Linked DNA regions of Ovis aries: region 1 is linked to region 2. The links are chromatin contacts, called in public Hi-C maps. All regions are on one chromosome and are shown on one strand. The core of a region is the stretch at or near the end of the contact, and the rest is flanking DNA. Distances in the headings are between cores, read along the strand shown. Region 1 holds the start of KIF1B (kinesin family member 1B). Region 2 overlaps KIF1B (kinesin family member 1B).

The links. Hi-C and Micro-C count contacts between places; a contact is called where the count stands out from the background.
Region 1: a Hi-C map of muscle shows a contact between it and region 2, with 6 times the contacts expected there. The contact joins the promoter of KIF1B here to the enhancer-like site in region 2. A contact is called at or near these places in 4 of 16 Hi-C or Micro-C datasets (liver, muscle, retroperitoneal adipose tissue and 1 more).

The regions. Positions count from the first base shown.
Region 1 is chr12:42,604,687-42,609,011 of ARS-UI_Ramb_v3.0, reverse strand. KIF1B (kinesin family member 1B) reads left to right here and starts at 2,688. Exons shown (of 47, transcript XM_060396494.1): 1 at 2,688-2,964.
Region 2 is chr12:42,539,270-42,543,568 of ARS-UI_Ramb_v3.0, reverse strand. All of the region lies in intron 14 of KIF1B (kinesin family member 1B), which reads left to right. Among named protein-coding and RNA genes, the nearest start is that of KIF1B, 65 kb to the left of the region's middle. Within about 2 kb of position 1,493, at least 4 of the 54 cell types and tissues checked have an H3K27ac peak or open chromatin away from gene starts, as enhancers often do. A contact at or near this core is called in muscle, where this site is marked.

The DNA.
Region 1 (4,325 bases), core at 1,439-3,938, 64 kb before region 2:
TTTTAGATCTTCTTTAGTATGTTTCATCATCTAATTTCATACTACCCTGAACACACCTATCTCATCAAATGTGTTTCAAAAATATAGTTGTATAACTTTTTTCCATATGGGTCTTGGTTATCTTTTGTCAACTTACCCTTAAATATTTAATAGTTTTGTTGCTATTTTTAACAGAAGCACTTTAAATCACATTTTCTAGTTAGTCTTTCCTAATGAAAAGGAGTACTTTGGATTTTTTTATATTGATCTTGTATCTAGACACCTTATTAGTTGTGGTAGCATGGCTCTGTGCATAACATTTATAAATCTTTTGATGTTCTTTCCAGGGATAACTATTGGGCCATGACTAAATTCAATTTTCTAGTACTATCCGACTTTTGAGAGGTGACTCTGTACAAAATCTGTAACCTGAGAAACTGAAGGTCTCTGCAGAGCGATTTCATTTGTCAGAGGGGCAAAAAGCTTAGGTAGAGCATGCTATTTTGGTCTTGAAACCTAGAACAGTCTTATCTACCTCTCTTGATCCTTCTTTGTGTGCTTTTGCTTAATTTGTCTAGGGCTGATTACTACCACATTCCCTTCACTGTTTCACATTCTTTTTGATTTGAACTCCATTGAGAGCTCAAACAATACTACCATCCAGGTTTTTGTAACTCTCCATGGTGCTTACCTGAGTACTTATGCAAAGAGCTTTTATTTTTTTAATTATGAAAGTATAACACATTTACAGGAAACTTGGAAAATACAGAACAAAGTTACATATAGTTCCACTATATATTCTGATATTTTTTAAGTAGATAAATTAAGAGTTTTAGTTGGTATTTCAATATCAAACTCTCAAAAATTAATAAATAGAAAAGAAGGCTATACCAAGTCTGGAAAGTGCTATGAACCAATTTAACAAAATTAAGATTTATACAAGTTTCACACGACAGCAGGATACATGTTCGACTCAAGTTCCCAAAGACTATAAACCAGGAGACGCTGGAACATATCCAGGGACATAACATAAGATGAAAAAATTTCATGGGCTAGAAAGCTGTTTAAATCATACAGTGTCTATTCTCTTGTCACTGTGGAATTATGTTAGAAATCAGTATCAAAAGATATTTGAAAATAACCCACATGTTTTCAAGCACAATGTGTCATTTACCAAGAGAGATCTTTGACTTAAGAGATTTTCTTTTTCTAAGGAAAAGGTTGGTGTCTACTAATGAATCCATGAACTTCTATTAACTCATTGTAATTCTATTTTTGTCATGGCCTTCAGGAAGCTACCAGGTGGGTTTTGTGCTCAGTGGTGGCACATTCCCTTGACTGTATTTTTAAATATTATTTTTCTTTCTATGCATTCCCCTTTTTCAGACAGCCCTTTCCCCTATACAGACTTTATTACTTAAAAAAAATTAACTTTACTCCTACTTTAATGCTATACAGTTTTATTGCTTGTGTGGTTCAGTGTAAGCTATGTCAAATCCTTCTGTGGATAGGTGGAGTTTACATTGTATATGAAAGGTTCAATAGCTGTTGGCTGGATGGCGAGTATGGAGGAGTTTAGCGGTGGTGCAAATCTTCTGAAACCCTTAGTGTAGAAATTTAATTCTGATGTTTTAGCGTCTCTGCTTATACAGAGGCTTTTTAACATCCAATTCTGTATTGAATTCAGCGGAGGGGTGGGGGGAGGAATCAGATTTTATTTTAAATTTCTGCTAGTAAATGAAAAAGTATATCATAACCTTGTAAAATAGTGATGCCTGGCATGATAATTACCCATATTACTGTAGAATTAATATTTTATTAAGTACAGAATTGTACCTCACGTGAACAGCTGTGTACTTTTCTTTAGACCTGAATCTAAATCTGATTTTTAAAAATAGCTAGCAGAGCGCGTGTGTTCTCCGGTTTCTGAATTCCAATAACCCTCCTTTAAGGGAATCTCCCAGGGGGGACCTCGGTTGGTTAACTCCGGGGCGATACAAAGCATTTTGTTCGTTTACTCACGGCCCTTACTCGGTCTCCCAAGGAGACAAGTTGAATGCCCACTAAGTCATGCTTTTCCATTACTCATTCCGCCTTTTTTCCCAAGGTGGCGTGTGGGAGGTGTTGTGCTCGGGCTCGCTAAGAATAGGCCGGTAAGCTTTCTGCGGGATAGTACACTCATCCTTTTGCGTGTTTCAGCTCCGACTGCGCAGTGTTTCGCGGCTTCAGCGTGGTGAGATGTTTTCCAAACGGACAATGACTCCACACTCGGCTGCCTCCCACATTCGTTTCTGCCCCTCCGCAGGCGTCGGGTCCCCACAGTCCCGCCCCGCCCCACTTAGCCTTGCTTTGTCCCCTTACAAGGCGGATCACCGGGTTAGCCCGGAGCGGCTGCTGCCGGCTAACGCCCTTCGGGGGTCACCCGGTAGGGGACTCTGGGCGCCGCCTTCCCCCACCCCGCACCCCCACACACCAGCTCCGGCTTCTGAGCCACCAGGGGGCGCCCAGCCGTCTCCGCCTCTCTCACCGCCCCTTCACCAGCTCCCCCTGCGATTGGCCGGCCGCTCGGAGCTCTGCACCCCGATTGGTCGCTGCCCGCGTCAGTCGCGGGCGCCAAGGCGGACCGAGGTGACGCACGGCAGCCGGGCTTCGGGCGGTGTCCTAGGACGGCGGCAGCAGGCGGAGCTTGGAGAGGACGGACGCTGAGCAGTCTGACGGCGGCGGTCCTGGGAGGTGCCAGCGCGGGGCTGAGCCGCTCTTCGCCGGTTGCCGCGCCCGGGTCTCCTGGACTCCCGCCCTCCGTGGCCCTTGATGCCGGGCTGGCCAGCTGTGTGATGGGGCTGCCGAGCGGCGCCCTGCGGCTCTCGGCGGCCGCTGCTCGCGCTAAGGAACGTCGGTGCCGGGTTCCCCGCGCCCCCGCGAGCCGCGGCTCTTGCTGACCCGGCCCTCCCGCCCGCCTGTCAGTCTGTCCGCAGCGCGGCTGAGGTAAGGCGGGCGGCGGTTGGCGCTGCGCCGCCAGCCTGAGAATGGGACCGCCCGGGGGGAGGGGCGGCCAGGCCGGGGTCTGGCGGGGTCCGAGCCGGGGAAGCTCCGGGCCGGGCCGGAGCCGCGAACACTGAGGGCGCTGCCCCAGCGGGGCACCGAGTGGGGCGGGGCGGGGTGGGGGAGTCTCGGCCTCGCGAGTGGGGGACAGTCCTCGGGCCAGCAGCGAGCCCCGGGCTTGGGCCAGCGGCCTGCCGGGTCCCCCGCAGTGGCCCGCACCAGCTCTCCGCCTCCCCTGAGCCGCCAGGTTCCGGCTGTCCCCGGCGGTCAGCCGAGCCGCCGCTGCCCCTCGGTTACCCGGGCTCTCTGCGCACATTATGGCTCTCTCTGCTCCGTGCTGAAGCCACCCTTCTCATTTACCCCCATCCCCTCTCCCCCGTTAGGGTTGGCATCGAGGCTTCGGCTAGGAATGTGGTTGTGCCCTTTTGCCAGATGAAGGCAGGCGCGGGCATCGAGTGGGAGGGGGGAGCCGCTGTCGCAAGGACTGGAGAGAAGCGCGGTGGGAAGGGAGGGGGCTCGCTGGATGCTGGCCATCCGTGGCGGGGGCTGGTGTGGTCTCGGCGGTCGGCAGCCTGGGTTTACTCTGGCAGCCATATTGGGAGGATGATCTGACAAATCCTTTAGGAGCCAAGTCCCGTTGCTGGAAGGCACCGAGTGGCAGCCCTGGCAGCTTTCAGGGTGACTGGCCACACCGAAGCCAAGCTGTGGGGGTTGGGAGGCTGCTCCAGCGAGCTAGTCATTGTTCATGCAACACAAAACATTCCGGGCCCTAAAACCAGAATGGAACTCCGAAATCACTTTTTTTTCCTCCTTGGTGAATCGCTAATTGAGCTTCCAAGGCAAACTGCCTTCAAGATTGCATTCTCTTTGGGGTGAAATGATGCATTTCTGTGTTCATCGTCTATGATCAGGGCTATGGACACAGAGGGATGGTGATGCCTCACTCGTACAGAAGCAGATCTGAGGATTGCTAAGGCCAGTTTACCAGGGTGGAGGCCTGGAATTATCAATAGTACATTGCGACGCCGGATGGATAGATTTTCAGAGTAACTCAATATGCACAGGTGAAGTCAACTGGAATATTCTAATGATGGGAGAGGGTTGCAGCAGTATTTTTGAGGAAGCAGGTTGTCATGTTTGTGGAATCTCGAGGTGACTGAAATTAGATTGTCAACAGATCCCTTGCTCACATATCTCTTTACTGTTCTAGGCAGCTGTTGTGGTGATACTGAACATGTTGCTTTGTGTCTTAAATGGGTCTTTCCCAGCCCCCTGAAAGTGTAGTGGCTGGATTCAGATAGCTC
Region 2 (4,299 bases), core at 244-2,743:
TTCCTAACGTTTTATGTCCCTTTGTTTCTCTTTACTTTTGACTTTTTAAAAAAAGGGTCAGTTGGTAGAATACTTTTACACAGGGCATCACTATTGCTTCATTCATTGAATATTCTGTTTCCATGTGGAAGAGACCCAGGTTATCCATCATAAATACCCTGGGCCCTCTGCACATCTCTGGCAAAGAGAGTAACATGTAACTGCTTTCTGTTTTTAGTTGCACCTCAAAGTGAGTCGACATGTTGTATCCTTGATGTGGATTCCGACTTAAGAAGGTTTTCAATATGTAGCAATGGCTACTAGGTGGTGCCTCTGGTGTTTATTAGTCTGGCATCAGTGTCAGCACTCTGAGTGCCATTGCTCAGGCTTTTAGACTATAAATATCCACAGATATCCATTACAGAAGCACGCAAGGGTAAATGCTGTGCTTGGCAGCCTGAGGGCCCCACACTTGGAGCTGCTCACTCACGAAGCCGGCTGCATTCAGTACAGTAAAACTTCTCTGATGGCTTCAAGGAATGTTCCGCGTAGTAAGCATTTAACTATTTAAATATCTCAATCTAAACTATAATTTTTTTTTTCTGGGGAAATGTTTCTGACTTGTTCTGTGGACTTGTCTGCCATCTTAACTGATCATGATGATTTATTTGTGTTCAGCATTATGAACTGACTTAATAGCCAGTGCTATACAGGTAGCCAGACAGACATGATGTGAGATCAAAGGTAAAAGATGCCTGAGCCCAGCATGCCTGCGAGCTTAAAAAATGATCCTGATGTCACTCTGTTTTTCCAGGATTTTTTAATGTACAGTACCTGTAGGAAAGAAGACCTTTGAAGAGTGTCTCCTTAACTCCTCATTTCTAAAGCATGAATTCCAATTCAGTTTAATCTTAAATTCAACTTCTAGAATAAGTTATAGGCAGTGCTGGACCCCCATGTGCCATGCCTGCCCGCAGAGTTAATTGGTGACTCAGACTGAAAGCTACTGTCCTATTGGCATCTTTGTTTCATTTATACTAAGTTTGACATTTAGCCTTGAAGAAATAATATTTCTCATGCTTTCTTAATTTATGGTGAGCTATCTCATAGACTATCCTATTTAAAGCCTGTGGATTCTGCCTTAGTTGGAAGAAGAACACACAGGAAACACAGCCATAGACCTGGCTCTGTAAGAAATGTGGCCTGAGGATAGTCACTTAGTTTCTCTGTGTTTCTAGAATGTCTCTGAAATAAGTGACTTTTTCCAGGGCTGAAGTTTTGCTAAATGACACTCAACATTGTTTCCTCAGAGTTAAAAAAAAAAACTTTCTAGACAACATAAAAGTTGCAGCTTGAAGCTATAATGAAAGAATGAAGGTAGTACCTTCCTCAGCTTACTCCTTAAATCTCTTTTCTACAAGGAGGTCATATTCTGACTTACCCTCTAGGTAGTGAATAAAATTAGAGAGGTCACACCAGAGTTGGCAGCAAGATGGTAAGAGGATTCCTAGACAGTATTGCTTCCTTGGGATTAGTTTACAGTTGCCCCAAAATATCAGAAGAGTAGCTTTGACAGAGCCAGATAAACCTCAGCTCTGACATACACCTTCTCTAAAAATAACCAATCGAAAAAATATGTATTTCAAGCATCTCATGGATCAGTTTGTATTTTATAACTGACATCAGTATGGCTTGTGGACCACAGTATATAAAATAAGCCCTAGTGCAAGTGCTGTGGTTTGGGCATTGTGTTATCCTGTGCCTTTGTTTTTGAAGTTGCCACTTAACGTGAAGGTTTCTATCCAACTCTCTTTAGTAAGCCTGAGACTCTTACAGGTTATGAGGCCTGCTTGTATTGTACTTGCCCTTTGACAGTCATTTGCAGAAGCATTAATGCTACCCTGTTTGAGCTATTGAATAACTTTGATGGTGAGTTAGAGAGGCCATTGACCACTTGGTACTCGGTACCCTTCCTTTCCTGCCCGTCCTCTTTCTGAATTGTGTGCCTTTCTTGGCTGCTGCCCCTCTCTGGTGGCTTGTGGTTCCTCACTTGGCTGTGGAGTGGCCTTTGCACTGCAGATTGTTCATTCCTGTTGGAGGACTGTAGGGATGCCGTCATCCCCTGAGTGTGTTCAGGGGATTAATGAGAGCCAGTTCAGATGATTTTTATCTCTGCCCTCCTGCCTTCCACTGTAGGCTGGCTGTAGCTTCTTGCACTTTGTAACAGACTCATTTCTGAGTACCTGCTACATGGCCCCCTTTCTGTCCACCTCCCTGATGCCCAGGCCTTTTCTGAGCGTTTTAAGTTTTGTTCTTTGTTCGTTGTTGCTCCTCCGCCGCCGCCATTATCATCACCCTCCTCCTCATCATGCCCTCCTCTGTTTCTTCCGGCTCCTGGACTCCTTTGCTTTTGCAGTTGCTTCCATAAACATAAGGACTCAAAAGCAACATAAGTTGCTTCCAGTCTTTACTCTGGGCTTTTACCATGCTCTCTTCCTCATTCCAGAACACCAAGTGCCAGGTGCCTTAAGGTGTTATCGTAGTAAATCTTCATAGTTTCTTTCTATGTAGGTATTAATACTTCTCTACATTAACTGTTCTACTCTTCTACAATTCTACATTAATTATATTAGTAGTCATCTACATTAACTACATTACATTTGCCAGAATGGGCAATGTTCAGTCTACCGTACAATTGTGCTCACTTCACTTCTAGCAGGTAATGCTCAAAATCCTTCAAGCTAGGCTTCAAGCTCAGCTTTATGTGAGCTGAGAACTTCCAGATGTTCAAGCTGGATTTAGAAAAGGCAGAGGAACCAGAGATCAAATTGTCAACATCTGTTAGATCATAGAAAAGGCAAGAGAATTCCAGAAAAACATCTACTGCTTCACTGACTATGCTAAAGCCTTTGACTATGCAGATCACAGCAAACTGGGGAAAATTCTCAAAGAGATGGGAATACCAGACCATGTTACCTGCCTCCTGAGAAACCTGTATGCAGGTCAAGAAATAACAGTTAGAACCAGTCATGGAACAACAGACTGGTTCAAAATTGGGAAAGGAGTACGTCAAGGCTGTATATTGTCACCCTGCTTATTTAACTTATATTTAGAGTCAGTACATCATGTGAAATGCTGGGCTGGATGAAGCGCAAGCTGGAATCAAGATTGCTGGGAGAAATATCAATAACCTCAGTTATGCAGATGGCACCACCCTTATGGCAGAAGCTAAGAAAGAACTTCATCTGCTTTATGATGGTGAAAGAGAAGGGTGAAAAAGCTGGCTTAAAACTCAACATTCATACAACCTTAAGATCATGGCATCTAGTTCTATCACTTCATGACAAATAGATGGGAAAACAGTGGAAACAGTGAGAGAGTTTATTTTCTTGGATTCCAAAATCACTGCAGATGATGATTGCTGCCATGAAATTAAAAGACGCTTGCTTCTTGGAAGAAAAGTTATGATGAACCTAAACAGCATATTAAAAAGCAGAGACATTACTTTGCCGACCAAGGTCTGTATAGTCAAAGCTATGGTTTTTTCAGTAATCATGTATGGATGTGAGAGTTGAGCCATAAAGAAGGCTGAGCGCTGAAGAATTGATGTTTTTTAACTGTGTTGTTGGAGAAGAGTCCCTTGGACTGCAAGGAGATCAGACCAGTCAATGCTAAAGGAAATCAACCCTGAATATTCATTTGAAGGGCTGTAGTGAAGTTGAAGCTCCAGCACTTTAACCACCTGATGTGAAGAGCCAACTCACTGGAAAAGACCCTGATGCTGGGAAAGATTGAAGGCAGGAGGAGAAGGGGATGACAGAAGAAAGATGGTTGGAAGGCATCACCGACTCAATGGACATGAGTTTGAGCAAGCTCCAAGAGATGGTGAAGGACAGGGAAGCCTGGCATGCTGCAGTGCATGGGGTTGCAAAGAGTCAGACACAACTGAGTGACTGAGCAACAATTTATTAATAGTTATGTTGGGGGATCACAGAGGCTTCATAAAATAGCCTGTTAAATGAATTTGAAATATTTTTTGAGCTATGAAGACTTCTCATCCTGAATCACTACCATTACTGTTACCTTGTCATCATTATCATCTGAGTTTCTAATTTTGTATCCATGACTATCATATTCTCCTGCTTTTTGCATGTGCTCATCTCCCTTTTTGGTATCCCTTCTTCCTCCATTTTTTTTTTTTTTTTTGACCTGAACAGTTCCTGCTTGTCCTTCATTCACAATATGAGTATCACTCAGCCTTGACTCATCCACCTTCCGGCAGACCTGTGAGCGCTTCAGTTCCAACAATGAGCAGACTGC